Linked DNA regions of Anser cygnoides: region 2 is linked to region 1. Evidence: chromatin contacts called from public Hi-C data. All regions are on one chromosome and are shown on one strand. Each heading gives the region's core, a stretch centred on a gene start, on an enhancer-like site or on the middle of the called end of the contact. The rest is flanking DNA. Distances are from core to core; before and after follow the strand shown. Region 1 holds the start of ADAT2 (adenosine deaminase tRNA specific 2). Region 2 has its middle 150 kb from the start of HIVEP2.

Evidence for each region. A called contact is a pair of places that touch in the nucleus more often than the background predicts.
Region 2: a Hi-C map of liver shows a contact between it and region 1, with 2.0 times the contacts expected there. The contact joins the enhancer-like site here to the promoter of ADAT2 in region 1. A contact is called at or near these places in 3 of 7 Hi-C or Micro-C datasets (granulosa cells and liver).

The regions. Positions count from the first base shown.
Region 1 is chr3:57,860,271-57,864,028 of Taihu_goose_T2T_genome, reverse strand. It overlaps ADAT2 (adenosine deaminase tRNA specific 2), which reads right to left and starts at 1,591. Exons shown (of 6, transcript XM_066994223.1): 1 at 1,459-1,591; 2 at 1,263-1,367. The coding sequence starts at 1,509. PEX3 (peroxisomal biogenesis factor 3) reads left to right here and starts at 1,598. Exons shown (of 12, transcript XM_048080773.2): 1 at 1,598-1,727. The coding sequence starts at 1,655.
Region 2 is chr3:58,203,538-58,207,295 of Taihu_goose_T2T_genome, reverse strand. No RefSeq gene overlaps it. Among named protein-coding and RNA genes, the nearest start is that of HIVEP2, 150 kb to the right of the region's middle. Within about 2 kb of position 1,670, at least 2 of the 3 cell types and tissues checked have open chromatin away from gene starts, as enhancers often do. A contact at or near this core is called in liver, where this site is marked.

The DNA of each region.
Region 1 (3,758 bases), core at 342-2,841:
GCATGATCGGAAATTTGGATGCAACGAGCACATCCAGCGTTTCCTGTCACTATAATGTAAACATTTATGAAAATTAAGTGACAAAAGAATTGCAACTTGAGCTAAACAGAAACTTAAAACTGACTTGGCTTTCAAAGATACTAACAGCTAAGATACTAACAGCTTACTGTTTCCAAAATGCAGCTGGAATTTTTGAAATCAGGCCACTTGGATTTATGTACGTACATTCAAGCAAACCTGATGCTAATATAAAAAAAAGGCAGAAAACTTCCCTAATATTTTAAATTGATTATGATTTTGTTATTAGTCTCACCAGTTATGTTCTGCTCATTTACCATCATATGATTTGTATGCAGCAATAACTCTAGCACAATTTTCCCAAAAAGTATCTGCTTTCCTATGGTGTTTACACAGACAGAATTTGAAATACCTATCTTCTATGCCACCTAACTTTCTTGAGTTGTTAAAAAAATATTTTAATACGTTATGAATGTCTTACAAATTAGTATAATAGTTCATCTTTACTGGTATATTTTTGAACCTACGAGACTTATTTGCACCTTTTATCACATTTTGAGAATAGAGACACTGAATATAAATTTCAGCCAGATCCTGCAATCAGATCCATTTACACAGCTACAAAAAATCTTCACTGACTTTAACGTGTCTCTCAGCATGCATAAGATCTAACTTTATAGCTAAAACTGCAAGCATCAGGTCTAAAAATCTAAAGGTAATACTTTTGTGAAAGGAAGAAGAGTGGAAATCAAACATCAGCTTTTGTTAGCCTATGCACTCTGCAACCGCGCACAACTTCCCAGCTCCTTGTCTTCTCCTTTCCCCTTCCAAAACGATTCCTCTGTTTGTACGGGAGTTTTCCTAGAAAAGCAAGAGAGCTGGATTTTCAGTTTACACGTCATGACCTTTCAAAAAGCTTATAGCACAATATGAAATTGGGAAGCCCTTCTTTGCGGAGAGGCAGTGGGAGCAGGAGTCCTCGGGTCCCCGGACGGGCAGGCAGGGAGGCCGTTCAGCGACGGGCCGCGGCAGGTCGGGCTGGCGGGTGGCCGTGACGATCCCGGGGGCCTTTTCATCCCAGACGCCGGCTCGGTGCCAGCCTGCCGGTAACACCCACCTCTCCCGGCCCCGCTGGGGGCAGCGTGCCGCCGGGACGGCCTCGCAGCCTCCTCCCCCCGACCCTCCCCAGCCTCCCCGGGACGCGGGGCCGAGACCCCCGCGCTCCCCGCTCCCCCCCCACTCACGTTCTTGGTCTCGTTCACCTCGTTCCTGCCTTCCCCCAGCACCCGGCCCTCGTACACCAGCAGGCAGCCCACGGGCACCTCCCCGACCTCCAGCGCTCCTCGGGCCTGCGGGGGGACACACGCGGCCGGGATGAGCCGGGAGGCGGCGGGGGGGGGGGGAGCACGCGGAGCCCGCCCGGCCGCCCCCCGCACCGACCACTTGGAGGGCCCGCTCCATGAAGCCGAGCCGCGTCGCCTCGTCCTCCATGGCGGCCCCGGCGGAGCGCGGCGCCGTTTCCGGGGGACGCCCGGCGAGGCACCGCGGGCGGAGCCGGGGCCGCCGCCGCCACCTCCCCTTCCGCCGCCGCGGGGAGGCGAGGGGAGGCCGTGCTGAGCCGAGCCGGGCGGGCAGGATGCTCCGCTCCCTCTGGAGTTTCCTCAAGCGGCACAAGAAGAAATGCCTCGTCCTCGGCACCTTCCTCGGCGGTGAGCGGCCGGGGAGGGGCTCGTCCCGCGCGGGGGGGGGGGGGGGGGAAGGAAAAACCCCCTCGGGTCCCGCTGCTGGCTGGCTCCGGGCCCCTAGGAGCCCTCCCGGCCGGCACGGGGTTATTGGTAGCCGGGACCGGGTTTGGAGCGGCGCCTCGGGTCTGTCCCTGTGCCGTGTAAGCGTCTGGTAAAGGGGGGGTCTCCCGAGACTGGGCGCTTCTCACGAGGTGCAGCCGCGGCTCTGCCTGCCCAGGCGTCACCTCCGCGTGCGTTCCCTGCAGGTGGCACGGGTTTAAGTGTTACTGAGCTGCCGAGGAAGGCTTGGCTCGCTTATACCCCCCGGAACACGCCCAGGGGGTTAAATATCGGGGGCTGAAGTGTTTCTGCAGCACATCTTGGCTCTCAGCTTTTGATTCAGGTGAGGGCTCTTGTGGAGGTGACTGGATGTAATTCTGACTCCCCTCGGCTGTTGTGGCCTCCGCAGCCTCTCAGCGTGAACTCCTTCAGCAATAAGTTAGGCAGCGGTTACTGAAAGCAGCTGTCGAGCCCCTTTACCCCTTCTCCTGCAGGTTTTCTGGCTCTACAAGTACAGCAGAAAGTAATGGTTACCAGCTTCTGAGCCCGCTTACAGCCCACCATGGCAAATTGAGCTGATTTACTTTAGCGTGACAAGCTGAAGACTGTGCCCCCCCCCCTTCACTGCCCGTGTGGGAGTGCCAGGTGGGCAAATGGGCCTAGTAAAAGCACAAGCTGGCCTGGTTTCAGCTAGCCAACGTGGAACAGTGTCTGGGTGGGCAAGCAGATATCATGGGGCTGATGGCTCTCAGTAGTCCTGATAGCCAGAAATCCTAAATTCATCACACATAAGTGGCCTTCTGTCAGCCCGGGAACCATCCTAGTGTCACTGAACTTGCAGTTTTTTGCTTACGATGGATGCTGTTGAGGTACAGTTTGGTACAACTGTCACTGACATGCTATTGACTGTGTGAAGTACACTGAAAAGATAAAAATTTGGGACTCTGTAGTAAATTGGAGCAACCACGAGCAGGAGAACATCGTGAGCTGCCATCAGCTGCAACTTGCACCATAATGTTTTAAGGCAGCTGGGGAGATGGAGGGATTTACTGCAGAATGCTACACTACACTTGTTTTGCAGCTGAATCACGTGTGCTTTGGCCATCTGTGTGTTAGTTATGGATCAGACCTTAATCTAACTCGAGTTATGTCACGGCACTGCTAAGGAATGAGAACCCCAGAATCCACAACTGATCCTTCAAAAAACATTGCTTAACGCTGAAAGGTAGAATGCAACTTCACCTGATTACTTTTATTTAAAGACAGAATACTCTGAATTGGCTGAATGATGTGAGAAAAGCAGCCTAATCATCTGCTGATATAATGTCAGAGAGTGGACGCTACGTCTCTCTGATGTATTTTTCTTAAGAGCTGTAGTTGCAGTTTCTGGGAAGGAGGATGTAACAAAGGAAAATGGGACATCACAAGCTTAATGATTTTAAGTCTTTGACTGGCAAGCATTCAGAGATTGATGTGAATACTTAATTATTCATTAGACAACACAGGAGAATCTCTACATTATTACTGGTACAATGTTTTATCAGTGTTGCATTACTGAAGAACCACAAACATCTGAGTTGGTTGGTACCTTTTCTCTGCTTACAAATTCCATGCGTGTTATCAGTGGCTGTTGTTGTTAATGTAATTTGTGTGACTCCCAACACTCATATCTTCATAAATAGAAAAATCTCTTGCAAAACCCTTGAGGTAAGAGCTCAAACTGATGGAAAAGCAATTGAACTGTGTGTAATTTTCGCTTTGATTAAGAAGACCTCAACTTTGCGAAGACCTTAGACAAACCCATTCTTCAGGGGTTTGTTCTTTTAGCAAGAACATACTTGAATCTCTTCCAGCGGGTAAAAATCTAGTGTTCAGGGATCAGAAACATTATTTAAAGAAGAGAGAGTTAGCATGTCTGAGTTCCAAGGACATGATAGATTCACTTGTTCTTGATGG
Region 2 (3,758 bases), core at 421-2,920, 340 kb before region 1:
CAGATTTCTTCAGAGATGGAAACTTAACTAGCTTTCTTGTCCCTATGCATGCTCCAGGATACTTGGTAATATATCCTCCCACAGCAGCTTTTGTGACTATAGCCTTTATTTCATCTACAAGTACCCAAATGAAAATCTTTTGAACACATTAAAAGTTCTGAGATTTTGCTTCACCAAGAAACACTTTTAAAAATTATTTTATTTTATGATGTTTTTTTTGTGTGTGTGTCTTAGAATGAGGGCATGAGTTGGCAACAGAGCCAAAAAAATCCCTTAAATGCACAGCTCTTCTGGTGGCAGATTGTTCACTGTAGGAGGTCACTGGTTGTTCTTCACATCTCATGGGTGTTGCAGAAGTAGTTGTCAGGGAGCTATAAAAAAAACAGAAATGAAGCTTGTTTGGCGTATTCAGAATAGAGTGTTCATGTAATCAGAAGAAAATATTGCGTTGAGTTCTGTGAATGGTACACAGATACTATGGGCAATTGGAGCCTTATACATTTATATAACGCATAATTACTTAATTCAATTATTCAAAGAAAATTACTTCACACCCCCACAGAATACCCTGTATCTTGCTAAGGAGACAGATATGCCTGGTTTTACACTCAAGTAATGTCACCTCCAGTAGAAGCTCATTTATTAAAATACCAGAATACTGCTGTATGATGCCTAGTGTAACACCCACCTCCCACGCACACAGGGCAGTGCGCGTCTTATAACAAAGGAGGCATTCATAGCTATTATCTTGAAAGGTAGTATGGGCGATAAATGCATTAAAGGGACCAGAGAAATGTTCATTTCACCAAGAAAAAACTAACATAGCTTAGCGGTGTTTTTACAGGAAGCTGAAGTTCATCCATACTTGGTATCCCAGGACCAACTTCCCCACACGCTGTCAAAAATTTTATTATAACCTTGAACTTCATCTGTGTCTTACATCTATCAAGAACCCCAAATCCAGACACTTTACCCTTTGTTCCCAAAAGGTCCAAAACTAAATTTGGGTCTCAGCTCTTTAGCTAAGGCCTTGGCAGCTTCACCTAGGCCTGTTACCACCAAGACATCACTGCCAGCTCAAGCTCTCTTGCAGGCTGGAGCAGGCACAGGAGCAGGAGCAGGAGCAGGCGCAGGAGCAGGAGCAGGAGCAGGAGCAGGAGCAGGAGCAGGGCTCCTGAGAGCCCCTTGGTTTGGGTTAGACAGACACTGGTGACTGGGTTCACTGCTTCCCTGCGGAAGGGTGCTGGCTGCAGCTTTTGCTGCTGTTATAGCTACAACAGCTCTCTGTCCATTAATATGCCTTTTGTGCAAAATCCAGTCTGGCACTTTCAAGAAGGAAAAGGTGGTAATGAAGGGAATCTCAAGTTCCTAAACCTACTCCAAACTATTAGAAAAAAAAATGATTGAGATTGAGCTATGATTCTTGGAGGAGAATGAAAGAAATAAATGGAAAAACAGACAAACAAAAAACAGCTTCAGTACTACCAGGTCACTCTATGCAAAGTGATTTCTCTGATCTTTCCCTGCTCCACCACTTTTGCTGAGCATTTAAGAAATGGTAACAGATTTCCAGAGCAGCAGACTGACAAGCGGCATTTCAGTGAGAGGTCAGCCCTCCGCATGGGCCACGTGAAGTGTGTGACAACCTGCTTGCCCAGTTGGTAGCTGAAGGTGCTCAGCAGGTCTAACTGCAAAGGCGACAGCTTTGCTTTCCGAGCTCAGATAGTGTTATTCAGAGCAAACCGCAACCTCTTGTGTGTTGAAACTCGCAAAGCCCAGTGGGACCGAAGCAGGGCACCAGCTGCTTCCAAACAGGAACGGCCAGATTTGGGGGGGTTCACGCTAGCCACAGGACAGAGATTAGCAGTCACGAGGTTCATGCAGGTCAGACCTTCCCTTTCCCTTCAGCAAGTTTAACTCCTCAAGCGCAGCAGACTCACACTTTGTCTTCATGCCATGTCCTGACAGTGCATGCAGGAAGCAGGAAAACCTAACGCGTGCTATATAAAGCAGCACAAATATGCACATTGTGTAACAAAGGTCTGTTGAAAGGAGATAAAGAGACAGCCCGATTTCTTTCCCTTTTTCGCCCGTGTCCTCATTCCCCTCCGCCCTCCCGCCTGGCTGTCTGGGGGAGGTTTCACATTGCATTAGCGTTACCGCCCGTGCGTTGGCCTTTGCTGTGCCACCGCCGCCGGCTGCCTGGCAGCTGGGGCAGGGACAGCCTCCGACGGGCAGGATGGGGACCACTCTGTGGTGACAGACCCTCAGCCCGAGGCAGATCTTTGGGGCATGGAGCAGCCGCGCGGCATCACCGCTCCGTCCATCACTTCCAGCTGCCTTCAGTTGGGTATCTAGGGCAGCTTTGGCAGCTCACAAAGCCTATTGTTTTGATGCTGATGATGCCCAGTTAGACCTTGACCCTCGGCATTAAAAAGAAGACATCTTTATTTCTTTTTTTTTTCTTTCTTTTTTTTTTTTTTTCCCAGGGAACTCCATCATACTGCGCAATGCCTCTTGTATCTAACCTCATTAAAGGAACTCGTCTAACTCAGCTGTACTGAGGAAACTCTCACCTCCCCCAAAGGCAATGACTCAAGATACTAATCAGTACAATGAGGATGTCTGAGGGTTTTTCCATCCACTACTTCAGTCTGGGCTATACTTTTCCTTCCTCCACTACTGCAGCCACAAAGGCTGTGCTCACTTTGTAAAGGAAGGCATCCAGCCACTTCTTGTGCTGACCGCCTGGGGAATATGTAAGTTTAAGCCAAGTGCCAAACAATTAAAAGTGGCCCAGAGTACACCCAGAAGAGGCTATATTCTGCTTTACCGTACCCTTCCCTCTTTACTGTTCTTTGTTTCTGCTTTCTTTGCTTTCCACCATAATTTTGCCCTTGCAGCCCTTTGGGGTTTGAGCAGAAGTAAGTGCCATTTCTGAAGAAGACTCTTAGAGAAAATATGGCTGCTGCATTTGGCCCAGAAACATCTTCACAGCTGCTGACCATCACGGTTTCATCCCTGGTTGTTGAAGAGATGAGATAGGAACACCCTCAGGATTCAGAAATATGTCGTACTAAGGCCCGACCTAACAATGTAACACCACCTGAAGTTGCTCTGCTCACATCTCTGGAAATAAAATTGGTGGGTTCAGACCTTTTGGTGTTATAAGCAATGAAGGAACTGACAGGAGCCACACACAGGACATGGGGATTTTCTAGAAAACCAAGGGCACCCCCACTGCCATTTACTTTCCCTGACGGTGCATGCCCCAGTCCCTCAGGCCCACACAGCAAATCCAGTCAGAACTTACTGCTAACAACACCGAGCCACCTCTGAAAGGGTATTATTAAAAGTCATTCATTGCATTAATTCACAACCCTAATTTAACGTCAGCAGACCTTTATCTTTTAGCCTGAGGGGGTTATGCTAGCTCCTGCAAGCCAAAACCCAATCATAACAAGTGTCTTGGATTGTAATTACAGGGTGATTTCCAGTGATACCAACTGCCTATTTTGCCTCTCTGTGTTTTCAAGGCCAAAGGTTGCCTCCCTATTACAATGCTTTTGTTGTCTGTACCGAAAAAATAAATAAATCAATAAACGGTTGAATTACTGGAAAGAAAATATGTAATGAATAAATGAAGTGGAGCACCTATAGTTGTGCTTGATGCAGGAGAAGGGGAGCAAGGCCTTGCTGGGGCTGGAGCAGAGCTGGTGGCTGGCCAGTGAGGCGAGCACATGAGCAACCAGCTGCTC